Regions from separate parts of the Nomascus leucogenys genome. Here region 2 is linked to region 1. Evidence: chromatin contacts called from public Hi-C data. All regions are on one chromosome and are shown on one strand. The core of a region is the stretch at or near the end of the contact, and the rest is flanking DNA. Distances in the headings are between cores, read along the strand shown. Region 1 holds the start of MBLAC1 (metallo-beta-lactamase domain-containing protein 1). Region 2 overlaps ZCWPW1 (zinc finger CW-type PWWP domain protein 1).

Region 1 (6,828 bases), core at 4,240-6,739:
CACGCTTGTAATCCCAGCACTTTGGGAGGCCGAGGTGGGCGGATCATGAGGTCAGGAGATCGAGACCACAGTGAAACCCCGTCTCTACTAAAAATAAAAAAAATTAGCCGGGCGTGGTGGCGGGCGCCTGTAGTCCCAGCTACTCGGAGAGGCTGAGGCAGGAGAATGGCGTGAACCCGGGAGGCGGAGCTTGCAGTGAGCCGAGATCGCGCCACTGCACTCCAGCCTGGGCGACAGAGCAAGAGACTCCGTCTCAAAAAAAAAAAAAAAAAAAAAAAAAAGAGAATTGGGATATGGGTGGTGGCAGGAAAGGTGAAGGGAGGGGGAAGCCTGGTAGAGGTTTAGTTCCCACATGAAAAGCAGTGCTGAGATGAGGGTGGGGACAGAGCCCAGAGCTATACATCAGTGCATGTGACAACTGTCATTTTATGTTCGAGTCTCCGTTCAGGGCGTCAACAAGCCTTGCAAAGATATGAGATAGATGGCATTTTGGTTTATCAGAACCACCCTCTTGGAAAGAATGACTATATATATATATAAAGACTCTTATGTGCTGATATGTAAAATGAAATATTTCTCCTAATTGTCAAAAGTAATATATGCTTCTTGTAGAAAATTTGAAAGGATACAAAAAATTTTAACAATGGTAAAACCCCATCTCTACTAAAACTACAAGAAATTAGCTGGGTGTGGTGGCGTGTGCCTGTAATCCCAGCTACTCTGGAAGCTGAGGCAGGAGAATCGCTTGAGCCTGGGAGGTGGTGGTTGCAGTGAGCCGAGATCACGCCACTGCACTCCAGCCTGGGTGACAGAGCAAGACTCTGTCTCAGAAAACAAACAAACAACAATAACAACAAAAACATGCTGAGGATTGTAGAACCATATATTGCATGGCGATACCCAAATCTGAAGTCAGTCTGGGGACGAGGACCTCAGCCTCCTGAAGCATGGGAGTACATGGGTGTCCCAGCCTGTAGCTGGGACTACAGGCACGTGCCACCAAGCCCAGCTATTTTTTTTTTTTTTTTTTTTTTGAGAAAGCAGAGTCTTGCTCTGTTGTGCAGGCTGGAGTGCAGTGGCGTGATCTCGGCTCACTGCAACCTCCACCTCCCGGTATCAAGTGATTCTCCTGTCTCAGCCTCCCAAGTAGCTGGGATTACAGGCGCCCGCCACCACGCCCAGCTAATGTGCGTGTGTGTTTATTTTTAGTAGAGATGAGGTTTCACCATGTTGGCCAGGCTGGTCTGGAACTCCTGACCTCAAGTGACCTGCCCACCTCAGCCTCCCAAAGTGCTGGGATTGCAGGCGTGAGTCATTGTGCCGGCCTATTTTGTTTTGTTTTGTTTTTAGAAATAAGGTCTTGCTGTGTTGTCCAGACTGAAGCACAATGGTAAGATCACAACTCACTGTAGCCTGATCAAGTGAGCCTCCACCTCAGCTTTCTGAGTAGCTGAGACTACAGGCAGGCACCACCACAACTGGCTAATTTTTAAATTTTCTATAGAGATGAGGTCTCACTATGCTGCCTAGGCTGGTCTTGAACTCCTGGGCTCAAGTGATCCTCCCTCCTCAGCCTCCCAACTTGCTGGGATTATGGGCATGAACCACCACACCCAGCCCTACCATGGGTCTTCTTGCCGCTCCAGTGAGTCAAGCTGTCTTGTCTCAGGGCTTTTATACCTGCTGTTCCTGAGCCTGGAATGACCTTCTCCCAGATCCACGCATGGCTAGCTTTCTTCTCATTTGGTTTTCTGATCAAACATCAGCTCCTTACGAAGGCTTTTCCTGACACCCTAAATAAAAGAGCCCACTCTCTCACCCAAGCCCTCTATTCCCCCCTTACTCTGCTTTTTTTTTTTTTTCACATCACTAACAACCACCTGTAATTATTTGATTTGCTACTATTATTGCTGCTATTTGTCTGTCTCCTATAAAGAATGTGATCTCCATGAGGGACACGGAGTTTGTCCAGCTTGCTCTTGGTTGTATCCCATAACTTAGGCAGTGCCTGAGACACTGCAGGGGTTAAGTATCCACTGAATGAAGAATTAGTGAATAAAGGCAGGGGGCAGGGCCAGGCGAGGTGGCTCACACCTGTAATCCCAGCACTTTGGGAGGCCAAGGAGGGTGGATTGCCTGAGGTCAGCAGTTTGAGACCAGCCTGGCCAACATAGTGAAACCCCGTCTCTACTAAAACTACAAAAAATTAGCCAGGCGTGGTGGTGGGTGCCTGTAATCCCAGCTACTTGGGAGGCTGAGGCAGGAGAATGGCTTGAACCCGGGAGGCGGAGGTTGCAGTGAGCTGAGATTGCACCATTGCACTCCAGCCTGGGCAACAAGAGCAAAACTCTATCTCAAAAAAAAAAAAAAAAGGCCGGGCGCGGTGGCTCACGCTTGTAATCCCAGCACTTTGGGAGGCCAAGGCGGGTGGATCACGAGGTCAGGAGATTGAGACCACAGTGAAACCCCGTCTCTACTAAAAATACAAAAAAATTAGCCGGGCGTGGTGGCGGGCGCCTGTAGTCCCAGCTACTCGGAGAGGCTGAGGCAGGAGAATGGCGTGAACCTGGGAGGCGGAGCTTGAAGTGAGCCGAGACTGCGCCACTGCACTCCAGCCTGGGCGACAGAGAGAGACTCTGTCTCAAAAAAAAAAAAAAAAAAAATTGCAGAGGGCCCGAGAAGGTAGGATTTCTTGAGGTCAGGAGTTCAAGACCAGCCTGGGCAACACGGTGAGACCATTTCTGAAAAAAAATGAAAAAAAAAATTAGCTGATAGCCAGGCATGGTGGTTCATACCTGTAACCTCAGCACTTTGGGAGGCTGAGGTGAGCAGATCACTTGAGGCCAGGAGTTTGAGACCAGCCTGGCCAACATGGTAAGACCCTTTCTCTACTAAAGATATAAAAATTAGCTGGACATGGTAGTGTGAGCCTGTAATCCCAGCTGCTGGGAAGGCTGAGGCACAAGAATCACATTAACCCAGGAGGCGGAGGTTGCAGTGCAGTCTGCAGTGCAAGATTGTGCTATTGCACTGAAGCCTGTGGGGACAGAGTGAAACTGTGTCTCAAAAAAAAAAAAAAAATTAGTGGGGCATAGTGGCACTTGCCTGTCGTCCCAGCTACTTGGGAGGCTGAGGCAGGCGGATGGCTTGAGCTGGAGGCTGCAGTGAGCTATGACTGCACCACTACACTCCAGCCTGTGTCACAAAAAAATATGAACAAATACATAAGTCAGATGACTAAGAGGTCATCTCTGTGCCCTGCATCTTCTCTCAGCAACCTCCATCCTATAAGAAAGGGGCGGCCGGGCAAGGTGGCTCACGCTTGTAATCCCAGCACTTTGGGAGGCCTAGGCGGGCGGATCACGAGGTCAGGAGAGCGAGACCACGGTGAAACCCCGTCTCTACTAAAAAATACAAAAAATTAGCCGGGCGTGGTGGCGGGCGCCTGTAGTCCCAGCTACTCGGAGAGGCTGAGGCTGGAGAATGGCGTGAACCCGGGAGGCGGAGCTTGCAGTGAGCCGAGATTGCGCCACTGCACTCCAGCCTGGGCGACAGAGCGAGAGAGACTCCGTCTCAAAAAAAAAAAAAAGAAAGGGGCAGTTGGCCAAAGTATGCCTCTGCTGCAGTTGTAGATTACCACGTTTGCATGATTATTACTGTCAATGCTTCACATTTACACTAGGGCACTATGATTTTCAACGCAGTTTCCGTTTTTATTTTGGAGGCCCCTCCCAGGAACCTTCTCCCATTTTACTGAGGTCCAGGGAGAATGCACAGGGAGCTGAGCCCGTCCTTTGATCTTAGTTTGGTGGCAGAGACAGGCAGTGATACTGACGATGTGATGGCAGTGTCAGGTGCACTCTGTCCTCACTGGAAAACTGGCCTCCTGGAAGGGCTGGAAGCTCCCACCCTTGACTGCTCTGACTCTGTCTCCAGCAGCTCCTCGCTGTTAGGGCTTCCCTGACAAGAGTCCAGTCCCTCTCGGGGCTGATTAGTGCAGGGCGGGCTCCTCGTCTCCGACCACCGGCTCCTGCTGGCTGTTCCCTCCACCCTTCGTCTCCGGCTGCGAGGCTTCCCTTAGCACTCGAAAGGGGGGCCCGTGACCAGGTACGACCACGTCGGCAACGACCAGGACCCTCTTCCGGCTCCGCTCCTGGGCTGCGGGGTCTTCACTCAGTGCCTGCCACGAATCCTCGTCCCCATCTCGCTCAAACACATCTCCCGCCACCACCACGGTGCCCAGAGCCGTGCCGGCCACCACCACGCTCACGTCGCGCTGGCCCCCGTGGCCCGGCGTGGCCCACACCTCGAGCCCCGGGCCCAGGCGCAGGGGCTGCCCCTCACCCAGCCCGTGGGGCAGGTAGCGGCCTCCGGGAAGGCAGAAGTCGTGCGAGACCAGCAGAGCCGCGCCTGGGAACAGCCCCAAATTCCCGATGTGATCCGAGTGCCCGTGGGTCCCCACCACCAGCGTCACGTCTCCCGGGGCCACTCCCTGCCCCGCCAGCGCCCCCAGCAGCGCTTCCCGAGCCCAGGGGCCCCCGGTGTCCACCAGGATGGGGCCACGGGCCGCCTCCTCCAGGGCGGCCTCTGCGCCGCCACTCCCGCGCGGGGACTCTCGGTGGCTGGAGGCCGGGCCCCGGGTCTGGGGTAGGACCAGGGTCACGGAGCCGTCGGCGCGCACGGCGTCGCCCACCCCCTCGGGCTCCGCGTAGCCCTGCAGCAGAACCACCACGGAGTAGGGGTCGCCGGGCACCAGCAGAGGGGATGCCCCGCGTAGCAGCTCGGTCCGCATGAGACTGCTCCTGGCAGGGAGGGACAGGCTGGGGAGAAAGGAAATGGAGCAGTGGGCGACCGTCCTGTCCCTCCGCGATCCCCCACCCGTGCCCGGCCCCGCCACTGCCCCTAAGTCTCTGTTCTCTGCCACTCGCCTCCCATTAAGTTGGTATCACCCTCAACCCCTGCCCAAGATGGTATCGCCCAGCCTCCCTTCACACTTGGGCCCGTCCCTCCCTCGGCGTCCTCGGCCCCCGCCCCGTTCCTCTCGCGGTACTACGTCCTTCCCCGTCACCCTCCAAAGGCTATCCTTTGTATTTCCCTCAGTCGAATCTTAGCCGCGCTCTACCTTGGGCCTCTGCTAGGTCTTGCCTCACTCGAGGAAAGCGCAGAAATCGAAAACGCGCGTGGGAGTTTGTCCTCTGCGAGTTCCCGTGCACCCAGATATGGCGGCCGAAGCGGCTCCGCGATGGCAGCTGTAGTTCCGGCGCCTTCACCGTGTGTCAGAGAAGGCTGCCTGGACTCCAGCCTCCTGGCGGTTCTCCGCCCCGCGACCGCAGCAACTTCCTTGAACTGCAGAATTATGAAGCGCCATTAGCTTTGAGGAGGGGTCATGCTCAGTTGCCCAGGCTGGAGTGCAGTGGCGCAATCAGCCTCACTGCAGCCTCGACCTCCTGGGCTCATGTGATCCTCCCGCCTCAGCCTCCCGAGTATCTGGGACCACAGATGCGCACCACCAAGCCCAGCTAAGGTTTCTATTTTTTCTTTTTTGTAGAGACGGTCTAGTTCTGTTGCCGGTACTGGTCTGGAACTCCTGGGCTCCAGCGATCCTCCAGCCTTGGTCTCCTAAAGTGCTAGGATTACAGGTGTGAGCAACCGCGCCTGGTCTTTTTTTCTTTTGAGACAAAGTCTCACCTTGTCGCCCAGGCTAGAGTGCAGGGGCACCATCATAGCTCGCCCCAGCCTTGAATCCCTGGGTTCTAGCGATCCTCCTGCTTCGGCCTGCCGGAGTGCTGGGAATACAGGCGTGCCCGCCCCTCTAAATTTTTTTTTTTTTTTTTTTTTTTTTTTTTTTTTTTTTTTTTTTTTTTTTTTTTGAGACAGTCTCGTTTTGTCGCCCAGGCTGGAGTGCAGTGGCGCGATCTCAGCTCACTGTAACCTCCACCTCCTGGGTTCAAGCAATTCTCCTGTCTCAGCCTCCCGAGTAACTGGGATTACAGGCGCCCACCACCGTGCCCAGCTTTTTTTTTTTTTTTTGAGACAGAGTCTTGCTGTGTCACCCAGGCTGGAGTGCAGTGGCACGATCTTGGCTCACTGCAAGCTCTGCCTCCCAGGTTCCCGCCATTCTTCTGCCTCAGCCTCGCGAATAGCTGGGACTACAGGCGCCCGCCACCACACCCAGCTAATTTTTTGTATTTTTAGTAGAGACAGGGTTTCACCGTGTTAGCCAGGATGGTCTCGATCTTCTGATCTCGTTATCCACCCGCCTTGGCCTCCCAAAGTGCTGGGATTACAGGCGTGAGCCACCGCGCCCGGCCACCCGGCTAATTTTTGTATTTTCAGTAGAGATGAGGTTTCTCCATGTTGGCCAGGCTGCTCTCGAACTCCTAAACTCAGGTGATCCACCCGCCTCGGCCTCCCAAAGTGCTAGGATTACAGGTGTGAGTCACCGCACCCAGCCTCCAGGCTAGTCTTGACCTTTTGGACAAAAGTGATCCTCCCATCTCCACCTCTGTAGTAACTGGGACTATAGGCGATGCACCACCAGCCCTGCAGTCCTCTTAATGTGTGTGTGTGTGTGCGTGTGTATAGAATTGGGGTTTCACTATGTTGCTCAGGCTGGAGCTTGAGCTTAACAAGACAGCGGCCATTCTGGGTGCTGCCTCATCGACCGGCTAGCTATGTGTGCCCGGCTGTTGTTTGAAACTGGGCCCAGCTAGTTTTTAGAAAAAAAGAAAAAAGTTTAATAGCGACATAGAAAATTTAGCACCTATGAAACTATACGGTGGGCTCTGGGTTACATTGATCTGAAGTAGACTAAGTATCTACCCCACC
Region 2 (6,156 bases), core at 1,711-4,210, 170 kb before region 1:
TTCAAGCGATTCTCCTGCCTCAGCCTCCCGAGTAGCTGGGATTACAGGTGCCTGCCACCACACCCAGCTAATTTTTATGCTTTTTAGTAGAGACGGGGTTTCACCATATCAGCCAGGTTGGTCTCGAACTCCTGACCTTGTGATCCACCCACCTTGGCCTCCCAAAGTGCTAGGATTACAGGCGTGAGCCACCGGGCCCAGCCCATTTATCATATTTCTATAGATTTCTCTCAGCTCAGGAAAGATACCTGTTTGAGTTGGGAAAAATAGGCAAGTAGATGGATGAAATGGCCTCAGGAGGGCCTTAGAGAGCTTAGGATTCATCTGTCTTCCTTTTACTTGGGTTTTTTCAAAAGAAGAGTTCTGCAGTTGCTCTATTTTTACATTTCATTAAAATAAAACCTCATTTTCAGAGAGGAGGTACCACATACTCAAGAGATTTCAGTGTCTTGGGAGGGTGAAGCTGCCCCTGAGATAAGGACATCTAAGCTAGGCCAGCCAGATCCTGCACCCTCTAAGAAGAAATCCAATAGACTCACCTTAAGCAAAAGAAAGAAGGAAGCTCGTAAGTACAGTCAGATATACTTTGAAGCCTGGCTCAAGTACTTGCTCCAGGAAATTAGGGAATGGGACCATGGGCAGGCTGAGAATTTTCAGCCCAAGACTTGAAACTATTAGGCTGTAATTCTTCTTCCTTCTTTCACTGACCTTTACTATCTACAAAGATTGTCTTCTTCATCTCCCCACCCCACGTTTTCTTTTTTCTTCCCAGAAGATGAGAAGGTGGAGAAAACTCAAGGTGGACATGAGCACAGAGAGGAAGACCAACTGAAGAAAACAGTTCAGCATCATTCTCAGATCAGGGACCAGCAAAAAGGAGAGATAAGTGGTTTTGGTGAGTTCAGCTGGTTTGGCAAACCTACTTGGCTTGAAAATTTGAGATAGAGCAGAGGCAGGGTTAGGATGTTAGAGGAAACTGCAAAGAATATGGTTAATCTCTCACAGCTGCTTGTTGTAGAATATGCTGCTGAGAGAATGATTTTATTCATTCAGTCATTTATTCACATAATCCATAGTTGTTGGGTGCCTACTATATACAAAGCATTTTAGATGTTTCCCAGGAAGAAAATGAAGATGTGGTAAGAAAGGTCATAGAAAAATCAGGAGTGGTATTATAGATCCCAGGGGAGGAGAGAATTTAAAGAAAGAAGGATGCTCAGCTATGTCAAATGCCATCGTAAAGAAGTCAAAGAGGATAAACATAAGCCCAAGGGCATCACAATTAGGAGGCCGTTAGGGGTTTGGTAATAGCTACCGAAAGGGTTGGTAAGTGTGAATGGCAGCTTATAGCTGGTTGAAGAGTAGACACTTTTTCAATTAGTTTAGATATGGAAAGTAAGAGGGAGAAAATGGTAGATAAAAAGGAATGGAGGCTGGGCATGGTGGCTCATGCTTGTAATCCCAGCTCTGTGGGATGCCGAGGTGGGTGGATCACAAGGTCAGGAGTTCAAGACCAGCCTGACCAATATGGTGAAACCCCATCTCTACTAAAAATACAAAAATTAGCCCGGCGTGGTGGCGTGCGCCTGTAGTCTCAGCTACTTGGAGGCTGAGGCAGGAGAATCCCTTGAACCCGGGAGACGGAGGTTGCAGTGAGCCAAGATTGTGCCACTGCACTCCAGCCTGGGCAACAAAGTGAGACTCTATCTCAAAAAAAAAAGGAATGGGTACAGAGTTGAGGGAGGGGTTTTTTGTTTTGTTTCGTTTTGAGATGGAGTCTTGCTCTGTCGCCAGGCTGGAGTGTGGTGACACAATCTCCACTCACAGCAACCTTCGCCTCCCGGGTTCAAGTGATTCTCCTGCCTCAACCTCCCGAGTAGCTTGGACTACAGGCATGCGCCACCATGCCCAGCTAATTTTTGTATTTTTAGTAGAGACGGGGTTTCACCATGTTGGCCAGGATAGTCTCGATCTCTTGACCTTGTGATCTGCCCGCCTCAGCCTCCCAAAGTGTTGGGATTACAGGTGTAAGCCACCATGCCTGGCCTGATAATGGTAAATTTTATGACAAGAAATAAAATAGATCATACAATATACTAGTATGTTCAAAAATTAAAAAATACCAAGGCAGGAGGATCACTTGAGACCAGGAGTTTGAGACCAGCTTGGGCAACACAGTGAGACCCTCATCTCTACAAGAAAAAAAAAAATTAGCTAGATGTGGTGGTAGTGCCTGTAGTCCTAGCTGTTCAAGAGGCTGAGGTGGGAGGATCTCTTGATCCCAGGAATTGGAGGCTGCAGTGAGTGATGATTGTGTCACTGCCCTCCAGCCTTGGTGACAGAGCAAGACCCTATCTTTAAAAAACTAAATAAATAGACAATAATCTAAACAGGCTTGTACCAAACAAAAACAAAAACCCCAAAACAAAACATAATACAAAAAGACAGAACAAGTTCCAAATTTAAGGAATGGTGGAATAAAAAGTTACTTAGTGTCTAATCCGTGTGTGTACATATATGTGGTTTTGGTTGTGGAAGCATAATATAATTTGCACATACTTGGAAGAAAACTCCAGGACTATGCAGGCACCAAACAAGGTAGTTCAGGTCAATAAACCATTCCTCTTGTTATAATGACATAGTAACATAAGGCACTGAGGTATAAGTCTAATTTGAACAACCAGGTGGCCTGGAGTTCAGACTACCCAAAGGGAGTTTCCAGGTAGAGTCAAAAAGGAAACTAAAAGGTGTTTTCTTTTGGTTTTATGTGACTATATAAACTCAGGTGGGCTTGTTGAGAATTTTTGGGATACTGCAGACCCCACTGACCTGATCTCTGGTTAGCTCAAATAAATTGGTGTCATTAGATTTGTGTTGCTCTGTCTCCTGTACTTCTCAGAATTACTGCAAGGGGCCTGGCACAGTGGCTCACGCCTGTAATCTTAGCACTTTGGGAGGCTGAGGCAGGAAGCTTTCTTGAGTCCAGGATTCAAGACTAGCCTGGGTAACATAGTGAGACCCCCATCTCTATAAAAAAGAAAAAAAAAGTGAATTTATATTAAAAAAGAAATGGAAAAAAAAGAATTACTGCATGGACTAGATCTTAGGCTGGCAGATGAGGGTTCACCCTCTAGGTGATTGTGAGTTGAATTGTGATTGTAGTGGATTTATCAGCCTCCTGCTATAAATAAACCATTCTTCCCGTTTCTTACAGTTGCCAAGGAGAGGTGAGTGCTCCTGAAGTAGGAAGGAGTATTTAATGAATACAGTTTGCATTAAGTACAGAGAAGGAAAAGAACAGTGTGTCATGAGAGGAAGTAAGATTGGGCTGGTCAGGGAGTGCATTTCTAAGGAAACAGTATTTCAGCTGAAACCTGAAGGCAGAGTAGAAGTTATCCAAGTGAAGAAAGAGTTTTAGGTAGGGTAAAGTGTGGTATGTTCCAGATACTAAAAGCCAGTGTGATTGCGGAGCTCAGAGAGCAAGGGGAGGCAAGTTGGGAACGTGGCTCTGGATGGCTGGAAAGAGGGAGGCAGTGGCTAGGTCAAAGACCATGTACAGAGTGAACATTTTATCCTAAGTGCAGGGGGAAGCCACTGGTGGGTTTTAACCAGGGAAGTGACATCTTCAAATTAATGTTTTAAAAGGATCCTTTGGTGAGTAATTGGAGATGGAGTATGGGGAGAAGACAAGAATAGACCAGTTAAGAAGTTAGTATTAGGATTAGGTATTAGACTTCGATTAAGATGATGGCTGAGCATAGTGGTTTACACCTGTAATCCCAGCACTTTGGAAGGCAGAGGCAGGAAGATCACTTGAGCCCAGGAGTTTGAGGTTGCAGTGAGCTATGTTCATACCACATCACTCCAGCCTGGGTAACAGAGCAGGACCCTGTCTCAAAAAATATATATATTTAAAAAATAAGGCCAGGCGCGGTGGCTCATGCCTGTAATTCCGGCACTTTGGGAGGCCGAGGTGAGTGAATCACGAGGTCAGGAGATCGAGAACATCCTGGCTAACATGGTGAAACCCCGTCTCTACTAAAAATACAAAAAATTAGCCGGGCGTGGTAGCGGGTGCCTGTAGTCCCAGCTACTCGGGAGGCTGAGGCAGGAGAATGGCGTGAACCCAGGAGGCGGAGCTTGCAGTGAGCAGAGATCGTGCCACTGCACTCCAGCCTGGGCGACAGAGCGAGACTCTGTCTCCAAAAAAAAAAAAAAGATAAAAATAAAAAATAAAATGGATTAGGATGATGAAAGTAGAGAAAGAAAAGTGGATGGTTTTAAGGTATGTTTTGGAGGTAAAATTGTTAGAAGTTGGTAATGAATTAGATATTGGAAGGTTGGAGCAGGAGAAGGTATGTCAAGGATGATTGGTTTCTGGCTTGAACAGTTACGTGAAGGGAGATGGGAAAGAGCGGAGAAAGAAAAAATTTGTAGGATAAGATCAAGCATTCAGGTTTGGGTACATTTAGGTTTGAGATCCTTGTGAGACATCCAAATAGAGATGTCAAAGAGCAAGGTGGCTTAGGAATCTCGAGCTCAGAACAGAGGCTGTAAGTAGACAGCTGTGTTCTGTCAGGTATGAAAATGGATTTCAAAGCCATGGGAATGGGTGAGCTTGCCTCAGGAGAAAGTATATCATGGGGAGAGAAGGCCCATGATTGGGCTTTGGGACCCCTCACATTTAGAGATTGAAGAACGAAGAGAACCCAGCAAAGGAGACTGAGGGGGAAGCTGCCAGTAAAATCAGGGGGAGGGGGACAGGAGAATGAGACATCACAGAACCCAGGAAACTAGTGTTTCAAGAATGAGTGGTCAAGTGAAATCCTCTTAACATGTGTCTGTGACATCAGTCTTCATTATCATAGAGCCACATCCGGGCATCAGTTTTCCAGAGCACATTATCTTCTCCTTTAGGTTACTTGAAACTTTTAAAAAAGTACAATGTTCTTGTCAAAAATATTATTCCAAGCCATAAATTTCCAGTTCCATATCATTATAGTGATTTTTTCCTACTCGTTTTCTTATGAGTACTCATTCCTTTCACAGCTAACAACTTGTATTATTATTGATCTGTATTAATTTATATGACTCCTAGCCTCTCCTCCTACTTTTTTTTTCTAGTCTTGCTAGCTCACCTCTGTAAACATCCAAAACCACTATTGGCAACTGTCATTTCAGACTAACATATTAGTCCCAACCAGTACTTTGTTTTTCAAGATAAGGTAATTGAGGCTGGGCATGGTGGCTCACCCCTGTAATCCCAGCACTTTGGCAGGCTGAGGAGGGTGGATCACTTGAGCCCAGGAGTTCAAGACCAGCCTGGGTAACATGGCGAAACCCCGCCTCTACCAATAAATACAAAAAATTTGCTGGGTGTAGTGGTGCATGCCTGTAGTTTCAGCTACTTGGGAGGCTGAAGTGGGAGGATCACTTGAACCTGGGAAATGGAGGCTGCAGTGACCCGTGATTGTGCCACTGCACTTCAGCCTGGGCAACAGAGCGAGACTGTTTCAAAAAAAAAAAAAAAAAAGTAATTGCGAAAGTGATCTCTTATATGTGATATTTTGAAAGGATCCAAATGCAAGTCGCCTTCTTTTCTGAGGGATGATTCTGGAGGGATGGGATTAGGAGCCATCCCTTATGATCAGGTATTTAAGGTAAAATTTGGCAGTGGGAGAGAGTGAACTTACTAGAGAAATATGTTGGTTGATAATGTTAAATAGTGAATATATAGCGATACCTATGTGTCTGTTATGTGATTTTTCTCTGTCAACTCAATTGCTTGAGTGTAGGCTCAGAAAAGGTGGAGAGGGTTCATTCCGGTTGGTGTTTTGCCATCTGGGTGGGAAGAAGGACAGTGGGAAAGGGAGCTGAAGGTGTCTACAGGAGAATCCAAATAAATGTCAAGTAATCAAACCAGAGTGGAACAGAGTGAAGAATGGAAATTGCTTCCATATGGAGAGGATGGTAGTGGGCAGTGGGTTGGAGAGCTAGATAAAATGAAAGTTGCTATAGGAGTCTTTGAGCAAGTGAGGTGGAAGATGGGGCATTTTTGTAGAGAGGATGTTTGGATAAGTGGCTCAGAGGGTGTGCAGTTCCTGCAGATGACTGGGTAGGGCATGCAGGAGTAGGAGTGGGTTCCAGAGGTGACAT

The links. A called contact is a pair of places that touch in the nucleus more often than the background predicts.
Region 2: a Hi-C map of an unstated tissue shows a contact between it and region 1, with 2.5 times the contacts expected there. The contact joins the enhancer-like site here to the promoter of MBLAC1 in region 1. A contact is called at or near these places in 2 of 4 Hi-C or Micro-C datasets (a lymphoblastoid cell line and an unstated tissue).

What each region holds. Positions count from the first base shown.
Region 1 is chr17:34,794,463-34,801,290 of Asia_NLE_v1, reverse strand. MBLAC1 (metallo-beta-lactamase domain-containing protein 1) reads right to left here and starts at 5,489. Exons shown (of 2, transcript XM_030795970.1): 1 at 5,123-5,489; 2 at 3,690-4,820. The coding sequence starts at 4,792. The coding sequence ends at 3,992. CNPY4 (protein canopy homolog 4) reads right to left here. Exons shown (of 6, transcript XM_003278072.4): 6 at 6,714-6,828.
Region 2 is chr17:34,962,790-34,968,945 of Asia_NLE_v1, reverse strand. ZCWPW1 (zinc finger CW-type PWWP domain protein 1) reads left to right here. Exons shown (of 17, transcript XM_030797267.1): 6 at 414-565; 7 at 773-895. Among named protein-coding and RNA genes, the nearest start is that of ZCWPW1, 15 kb to the left of the region's middle. Within about 2 kb of position 2,960, the one cell type or tissue checked has an H3K27ac peak away from gene starts, as active enhancers do. A contact at or near this core is called in a lymphoblastoid cell line, where this site is marked.